2 separate regions of the Arachis hypogaea genome follow, and region 1 is linked to region 2. A link is a contact called in public Hi-C data. All regions are on one chromosome and are shown on one strand. The core of a region is the stretch at or near the end of the contact, and the rest is flanking DNA. Distances in the headings are between cores, read along the strand shown.

Region 1 (4,619 bases), core at 352-2,851, 110 kb before region 2:
CAATTAAACATATTACTAATGGATAGCACCATCAACACAAATTCCCATGCATCAAAGAAACAAATTTAAAAACTATTATTATATGAATTTAATTTTCAGCAAATAAACAATGCATTAAAATTAATTTTTTATTTCATTATATATAATAATAATAATAGTAACTTTGTAATTTTATGTGCTATTTTCTTTCATATTATTATTATATACACGTTCAGTCTCATCAAAGTTGAACTAATAATAGAGCTTTTGGAGGTCTAAGTAGTTGAATTAAACTCATAAAATTTAAATAAATTTAAACGATAATAGAGAACTGAGAAATCGAATTTGGAGATCTAATCTAAGAAATATGAATATGGATATGGTACTAACCCATGGTGAAGGAGCTGAACATTTTGGCCAAGGCATCAGATAAGTCTTGGTAGCTTTTGTACATTGTCAGGTCGACCTTGCGAAGGTAAGGAGCTCCATCCATGGAGACCTTCACAAATGAACCACCAGTAGAAGCAGCGGTGGTAGCTGCAGCGGCGGCGCTGCTTGTTGTCTTCTCAGTGGTGGCGCTGCCATTGTTATTTTCCTCAGTGCTCACTTTTTGTGCCATCATGTTCTTTCTGTATGACCTCACTGGTGGCCATCCAACTACTTGAGCCCTGATCATCGTCATCATAATAATATTTTCATATTCACTTAAATTCATCAAATTAATGTATTCAAAATATGATTTTTTATATCAATTTAAATTTTTAAGAGAAGATATAAACAAAAAGTCTAGAGTGTCATCTTTAACTTGTTTTCATCCAAAAGAAAAAAAAAAGTAGTATAAAAAAAATCTATACAAAAATTTAAATATACCTTAAAAAACTCCTATTTAAAAAAAATATGTTAAAAATATAAGTATATTCATGTACCTTTTTTCTATCGATTTAAATTTTTAAAAAAGAATAATTTGATTATATAACGAAATAAGGGAGATGAAAGGAATTAATTAAGGGAAACATACTTAGCGGGTGGCTTGGCAGGGTCCTTAAGGAGAGTCTTCTCCTTTGGAACATTCTTCAGATTCTCATTCAGATCTTCCTTGTTAGTATCATTGCCTTGAAGGTTAAGCTTCAGATCAACCGTCTCAGAGAACCCTCTCTTCCCGGTGGCTCTCGGAGTTTCTGCCGTTGCCGTGTCTCCGCCTCCGCCTCCACCTCCGCCGGGCAGGCCAAGGCAAAGCTCAGTCTCTTTCAGATTCAAGCCATGCTCCTTTGCCAACATAGTTGCCATTTTTGGCTCTACCGTTATCAAATGGAACTCTCTCAGCTTATTTTCTAATTCTAATTTCTCTTTCTCTTTCTCTTTGCTCTCTCAAACTGTTTCTTATGAATATGGTGTTCTCTTCTTTCTATTATAATGCTTTCTTGGTTTGGCTATATAGAAATTGGAAGCAGTAGAGAGAGAGAGAATGTGATAGCCCCTCAATAATATAGGCCCTTTGAGGAACTTGTGCTTGTGACTGCATGTGTATGTCATATCATGTTTGGATCCAATTGCATGCTGACACCTGGACATATATGGGGCGTTGATCTTTGCAAATGGGTAGGCTTAACGGACTCTTTCCCATGACTATTATAACCAATTTGTTTTTAATAATCTCCTAAAATAAGTATTAAAGATTTAAATTTTATCTTATATATAATAATTTTTTTATTTTATATATATAATAATTTATTAGTTAATAAATAATAATTTTAATTAATGATAAATTAATTTTTAATTTGTTAAATTAAAAAATATTATAAAAAAAACTATACCTATATATTATGTTATAATAGTTACCGTAGTTATAAAATTGTGTTATTAAAATAATAATTTTTAATGTTTAAATTTTTTTATTTTAAAAATAAAAAATTATAATATAAAAAGTGTAATTATAAATTTAAAAATCACTAAATATTAAAAAATATAAAGTACACTGAAATTTCAAAGATAACAAAATAGTCGTGTCGATAAAAAAAAATATTAATAATATATAGTTGAACAATTATTTCTCCTTTGATGATAAACGGGATTATTATTTGAGGGTACCTACCAAAATGTTAATGGCTTCCAAAATATATGTCTCCCCAAATGTACTAATCAACCTTTGTTGTAATTTTCAAGGCACATGCATGGCACTTGGTCTTGTTAGTGTTCCGTCTTCTGCTGTCCTCTCATTTGAGGACTGGTTACCATGTTTAGTTATCTAAAATAGTGCACCCTCTATAATTTCTTTCTCTGTCATCTTCACTAGGAAATGAATATATAATGTAATTAATATATACATGTAATTTTGGAAATTTCCATGCGCGGATATATTGATTATTTACCACCTCAAACAAATAGTTGGATCATATGTTTAAAGTTTGTCCACTTAAATTTTTATAATATGTTCAATTTTCAATATAGATTATTGATGATAAGCTTTTAATCTTAGATATTAATGTGGAATACATAAAAATTCTTACATCAAAGAAGATAATACAGCCAGCCTAATCTAATAATTATATCCATGAATAATTCTATAATTTAAATTAATAACTTTAAATTACACACAAATAATTCAACTATTACTCTAAATCTTTTCTCCTCTAAATAAATTTACATATATGTTTGTGTGTGAAATTTCGAACAATTCTTTAAATATATAATTTCGGACTAACTACGGCTTGATTTAGTAAACTTTTTATTTTTTAAAAAATAATCTATCAAAATTATCTGTTAAAAGATCATCTTTTTCTTTTAAGTTGTACCATCTATATTTAATAAATCAAACTAAAAATAACTTTCAATAAACATAAAAAAACAATTGCATTTGAAAAATAGTTTTTAAAATCTAAAAAGATTATAATAAACATAAATATAAAATTATATTAGATTGTTTAATTTTAATAAATATAAACCAACTTAAAAAACTCTTTGTTAAACACATTCAACTTTTAAAATTAAAATTACAAACATAAGTACATTATTTTTTTTATTTACTAAATATAAAACAAGGTTTTTATATTTTTAAAAAGGACAAATAACTCTTCAAAACGTTTTAAACCAAGTCTATTGGCAAAATATCTCCTAATAGATTCTAAATTTAAGAGAAAAACTCAAAGGTTAATGATTTTATTTTATATTGACTTATATTTTTAGTCATTAACTCAATATTTTTAGTTTAGTAACCTAATAATATAGTTTTAGACTTTAGCCAATATTTTTAAATAATAGTAACCAATTATAAATTATTGACCAAAAATAATAAAATTCTATTAATCCTCTAACATTATTCTAAATTTAATTCACCGAAAAGGTGAGTATTATTTTGAGAATTTAAAGCAAAGAGTTATTTTTACATTAAGGTATAGATAACTATATATATTATTATAATATATAATCAATTACATTTTTTATAGATGCCATTAATTAAAACCAATGCCGTCGAATATACTCACTTTTAGAGTTCATAGAATTCATTGTGATAACTATTTAAAACATATAATTATTTTAAGAGAAAAAAATTAAAATGATTCGTTAGATTTTATCATAGTTATCAAAATCGAATAGGTGATCAAATTGGTCAAATTATTAATTTATTATTTTAATTAATATAAGTTACTGCTGGTTGAACTGAAAGAACCGATTCTTTATAAATAAAAAATATAAAATAATCAAAATTTAAATACATATCTTCACTAATATTTTAAAAACAATCAATTCTCAACAAGTTATAATTCAATTATTATTAAATAATTATATAAAATTTTAGTATTTTTTATAATAAAAATGTTTAATTTTATTTTTATATTAAAGTAACTATTTTTTATTTTAATAACTAACTAATTGATTTATATTTATTATATTCTTATATACTATATATATTTATTAAAAAAATAATATTAATAAATATCATATAATCATAAAAAAATTATATTATAACTAATAAAAATATTTGATATTTTTTAGTTATACATATTTATATTTATATTAATAATTATGAATAATAAAAATATAATTAATTTAAATATAAGTAAGTATAAAATTAAAATAATATGTAATAAAATTATTGTGCGTTTTTACTATAATAAGTAGCTTATAGCTATATAGAATAACAAGGAACAGCATAACTTAATAGCAAAGGGAGTATGCATTGATTTTAGAGTTTTCACTCGAACGGTTTGGTTGGTTCGGTTTACACCAATTTTGATAGGTCTTCGCCATCTTTTACTACAAAAAATGCTGTGAAATTCGTTTAGTCAAATCGTTACTGGTAGATTTTCATTTTCGACGGTAAATTCGCCATTAATACTTAGATTAAAAATGGGAGAAATAGGCGCAAAATTTAGCATGGGATTTATCGTCAGAACAATCTGCTGGTAAACTTATTTTAGTGAAATGCTGAATTTTGGTGACCCGAAACGAGTTACCATCAGATTTATCCGACGGTAAATTCAACGGTAACGAGCCCTAAAATTTAAAGCGTGAATCCTCTCCCCCTTCATTTCGAAACTCTCTCTCTCTCTAACCTCTTTTCTCCCTTTATCACTCTAACCGCCTCCTCTCCCCACTGCTCCGTCAGCCCCGCCACCACTTGCCCTTCCTATTGCTGTCTC
Region 2 (4,801 bases), core at 174-2,673:
GTGTAACATACAGCAAATCTTGAAGCTTCTCCAGCAGAGCACATGATAAATGATGAAGGACTACATCATTTTCATATCATAACTATATAACTTTTTAGGGCATGGTGATTACTTAGAGACAGGTCACATCGTCTAAGAGCAAGAAACATCTCAAACCCTAGCTGTGCCCTTGCCATGTCAACATCCCTTCCTTAACCCCATCTTGGATTGTTTCTTTCTAACCTACCTCAATGATAAGTATCCATTGGATTCATATCATCTTGGCCACATATTCTAAGAGAACTTGGCGAAGATGGACTTGTCCAAAAATAAAAACATACCTTTTCGTCTTTTAGAGTTTAGAAATCCTCAATGGGGTCTTAATCACAAAAGAATACAAGAAGCCAATTTTTGGTGCAGGGAAATCCCATGCATATCCTTATCTAATTTGGACAGTGACTCTAATTTTAGATAATCCCATATTCCACATTTTACACCACATTATGTATTTTTATTAGCTAAGGGAATTTTTAAGAGTAGTGGTCCTAATTAGTTATTATTATTATGTCTATATTTTGTTGTAAGGTCAATAAAAACCTGGTCAAACTTTAAGTGGTCCTGTGGTCAAAAACGTAATACCTGGAGAATAGTGTGTGCGAGTAGGGACAGAAGAAGAGGAAGAAAATTTATTAGGTAGGCACAACCTATCTATCACAAGCGGCACTACTTAATTGAATAATTCAATGTGTAAGGTGACTTATTAAGCTATGTTAACATGTCGGCTAAAATTTTTATTACATATGAAAATACTAGTCAACAGTTACGTTTACTATTGATCAATGATTGATTGAAAAGATCAACTTATTTGAGCATATTAAGAAAATTATAGTACTTTTCTATTTTATATTATACAAAAGATATCTTAAATTAAGAAACTTAATTTTCCCCCTCTAGGATGATCTGATCTGCCATCGGATCATTTCGAAAATGATTGAAGTCATGGATAAGAATTTAAACTGAAGTAGTGGTAACAAATGAACTAGTCGTCAAAGGATGTTTTTGATGGATTTATTAAAATAGAAAAACTGATCACATGTTTCTAAATTTTTAATATTTTAAATGTGTCATGAAATTACTTTTTCTAAAAATTTAAATTGCTAAAATGAAATACACAAATAACGGTATCTCTTGTATAGTTGTATAAGCTTTAATTATTTTTTATCTTTCATATTGTATTTTTCTTGGAGCTAAACTTATTTTAATTATAAAAGAAATGGAAAGTGTTATTTGCAATAATTCTTTTGGAGACATTTTGTAAGATTCCCTTAAATATCACTAGTTGAAAATGTTAGCAACTTGTTCTTAAACAATGTCTTAATTATATTTATAATATGGATCAAAGTTCACTCGTACCTAGCTCATATAGTGCGCGGAAGGATATTCAAACTCTTCTAATGCCACGGTGTTATCCTTAAGCAATATGAAACTTTAGTTTGGGATTCACACTGGTCGGATTAGTTTGAGTTTAGAAAAAAAAAATAAGAATCGAATCAATAAAAATTAATTGGTTCAGAATAGATCGAATAAGAGGTTTTTTTAAGTGAATTTAAACCAATCTGAACCAATTAAATCCAAGTTAGATTAATTCGAATAATCAAGCATTCGATTAAAAATTAATTTTAGAAAAAGTAGAAAAAAAACTTTCTATAAATATGTAATAGCAAAAATAAAAAAAAATAAAAAACAAAAAATAGATGAATTACATACTAAAATACATCATCATATTTATACTAAAAAAATCATCTAATATCCATAGTTTGAAAATTTTTAAATATTTAAAATTTTACAAAAAAAATAGTAAAATAAACCACATAACGTTAGTTATTAAGTCTTTAAGCATCACAAATAAACTGACAAGGGAGGAGAACACAGGGTGACTGCTGATTACTAAAGAAATGGGGGTCAAGGTGATAAAGTTAGTATATATAATTTAATTTTATAATATAATATAACATTAATCGGATAATCAGTTTAATTCAAATTCTACAATTATAAAATTATTAGCAGAATTAATTAAGGTCAGATTTAATCAAATCCAATTATTCGATGAGTACAAAATCAATTAAATCGAATTGAGTTAGTTTTGATCTGATAATTGAATTATCCGTACTCGTAAAACATTCGTAACTTTAATCCACTTTCATGTCATGTGAAATTTACCAGGTTAGTTATTTAATTCTTAATTGACTAAACTTTGATAACATGTTCAAAATTAAAAAAATTAACTTTATTTGGTTAAACAAAAATTTTATGTGTACATAAAGATTGGTTACTAACACAAATATATATATATATATATATATATATATATATATATATATATTATACTATTTTTAATATATATTTTATATTTTATTAATATATATTTTATACGAATAATTAATTTAATAATTAAATTTTTGTGTATATATAATATGATTGTTAGTTAAAGGATAATTTTTTGACATAAGAAGTAAATTTAAGCTTTTATTATTTTAAATATATTTTTAAACAATGTTTGAAACCGAGATTTTAACGTTTAAAAAGTAATGATATTTGTACATTAAATTTTTCTAAACATTTAAACATTCTTTCACACAAAACAAGAATGAGATCCTCTAAGATGTCCTTCTACCTTTTTGTTTCTCTTTCTTTTTTTTCCCTCTTTTTATTTTTGATTTTTGTTATATTTTACTTTTTTGTTTTTAGTGTTTAAAGGCATAACTACCACTTTTAAGGCAATACATATATCTTTTCTCATTTAAAAAATTCAGAAACATCATCCCTTAAATTTAACATATTCATAAAATAGTAAAAATAATATAAGGGTTAAGTACAATTTTAATTCCTGTAATTTTATTAATTGAAAATTAAAATTATTTTTTAAATTTTTTATGTTTAAAATAATCTCTAGTATTCATTTTATTTTAAAATCATTTTCTGCCATCACAAATTTTGTTAAGGACAAAATTACTTCCTTCGTGTGGAGAAAGAGATCAACCAGAGAGGAAGAAGCTAAAAAAGCGACAACCGTGATGACAACAACTTCAATTGTGAAATTTTCTCTCTCTCTCACCAACAACGATATCTGTTGGGAATAAATAATATAACTACAATCCAATTCATGTGTCAAATAATATATTATTATTATTATTATTATATTAAAATATTAATATAATAAGATCTTTGATTAAATTTAAAAATTTATCATTATGATAGTGATCATAATATTGAGAGATAAATATTTTATAATTTAATATAAATTATTCTTGGCCATAAGATTATTAAAAAGGACATAATAATTTAGAAAGATCAATATATATATATAATGGTTTTTATTGGATGAAGATTAATTGATCTCATTTATTAAATTATATATATAGAAATATGACCATTGAATTGACTCACTTTGAGAATTCTTAATAGTTATAATTACTGCATATTTGTGAATAGGATATTCTTAAAATGAACATAGTAATAGAGTTCCTTTGACTTGAGAAGTAATTGACAATGTATTTATTATACTTTGATTTCGGACACCTAATATCCTAGGATGTTAGTTGAATAGACATTGGGTATGATTTAAATACTTGTACAATTAATGATTAATTAGTCAATAAAGAATCTATCAACTCTCGGTAAAGAGTTTGAGCTCTATGATTATAATGACTGAGATGAATAAAACCTTGGCCAAGGAGATTGAATGAATGAAGAAATAAGTTTTTTAAGTCATTCACAGTTCATTATAATAATGGTAACAAGTTAGAGTTTGACAATTAAATCATACTCTAAAGGTTAACCAAGAGTTGGAAAGATAGAAGGAACTATACTTTATTCTTCTCGGGTTCTTAGTAAACATATATTACTTCATACTATTGGGTCGTTAAGAAGTGTTGCAAGACGCCAACCTCGATTAGTAAATTTAGTATGACTAATTTACTACCCACTTAGTATTGAACCTATGGGATCACACATTAATGAGTGTTCTAATCTTTGCTTTAGAATTATTTAATTATTATTTTGATTTGATCAAATAAATAATTATAGTAATTCAAATAGAATATTATTATATTCTTTGCTAGCACCAAGGATATGTAATAATAGTATGATCATTGAGAATATTAAATGAGATTTGAGAATAATTAGTTACTCTATTTCTAAATTTGAATTATAAATTTGGATGAAATCCTAACTGATTCTATTTCAAATTTAATTATGATATAATTCATAAATTTGAAAGATTCAAATTTAAAATAATAAGATATGATTCAAATTTGAATTGAGATTCAAATTTAAAATCAGTAACAAATCTCATACTATATATATGTATGTCAAGAGTAGAGAAAAAAGATGAGAATAAAAACACAAGAGTTTTATTCTTTTACCTTTACACACATAAACGTATGTGAACCTAATTCTTGGAGAAGAACTTTATGGCGTGCAAAGAGTTGTAAGAGATTTCTCAATTTAGATCAGATGTCCATTGGTCAAGGAGTTGACAGCAAAGGTTGGTCTCAGTATGGATATGCATAGCACATTTGTACCATCGAAGGAGAAAGTGCTTTTTACTAGCGTACACAGGTATTTAGATCTGATCTATATATTGTTTATTTGAATAAAATTTAAGCACAAAATAGATCTTTAGGATTACTTTCTTTTCTTTCACTGCGTATTATAAACACATGGTAATCCTTCAACATCAACTTCAACGACAGAAATAATACCAGCTCATGATGGAGGCAGAATCCGGTGTGGACTCCAACAACAGCAATGGCGACAGCAG

Evidence for each region. Hi-C and Micro-C count contacts between places; a contact is called where the count stands out from the background.
Region 1: a Hi-C map of an unstated tissue shows a contact between it and region 2, with 2.4 times the contacts expected there. The contact joins the promoter of LOC112711184 here to the enhancer-like site in region 2. A contact is called at or near these places in 2 of 8 Hi-C or Micro-C datasets (leaf and an unstated tissue).

What each region holds. Positions count from the first base shown.
Region 1 is chr9:88,838,058-88,842,676 of arahy.Tifrunner.gnm2.J5K5, reverse strand. LOC112711184 (auxin-responsive protein IAA14) reads right to left here and starts at 1,601. Exons shown (of 5, transcript XM_025763785.3): 1 at 998-1,601; 2 at 370-647. The coding sequence starts at 1,266.
Region 2 is chr9:88,724,278-88,729,078 of arahy.Tifrunner.gnm2.J5K5, reverse strand. No RefSeq gene overlaps it. Among protein-coding and RNA genes, the nearest start is that of LOC112713029, 18 kb to the right of the region's middle. Within about 2 kb of position 1,423, at least 1 of the 3 cell types and tissues checked has open chromatin away from gene starts, as enhancers often do.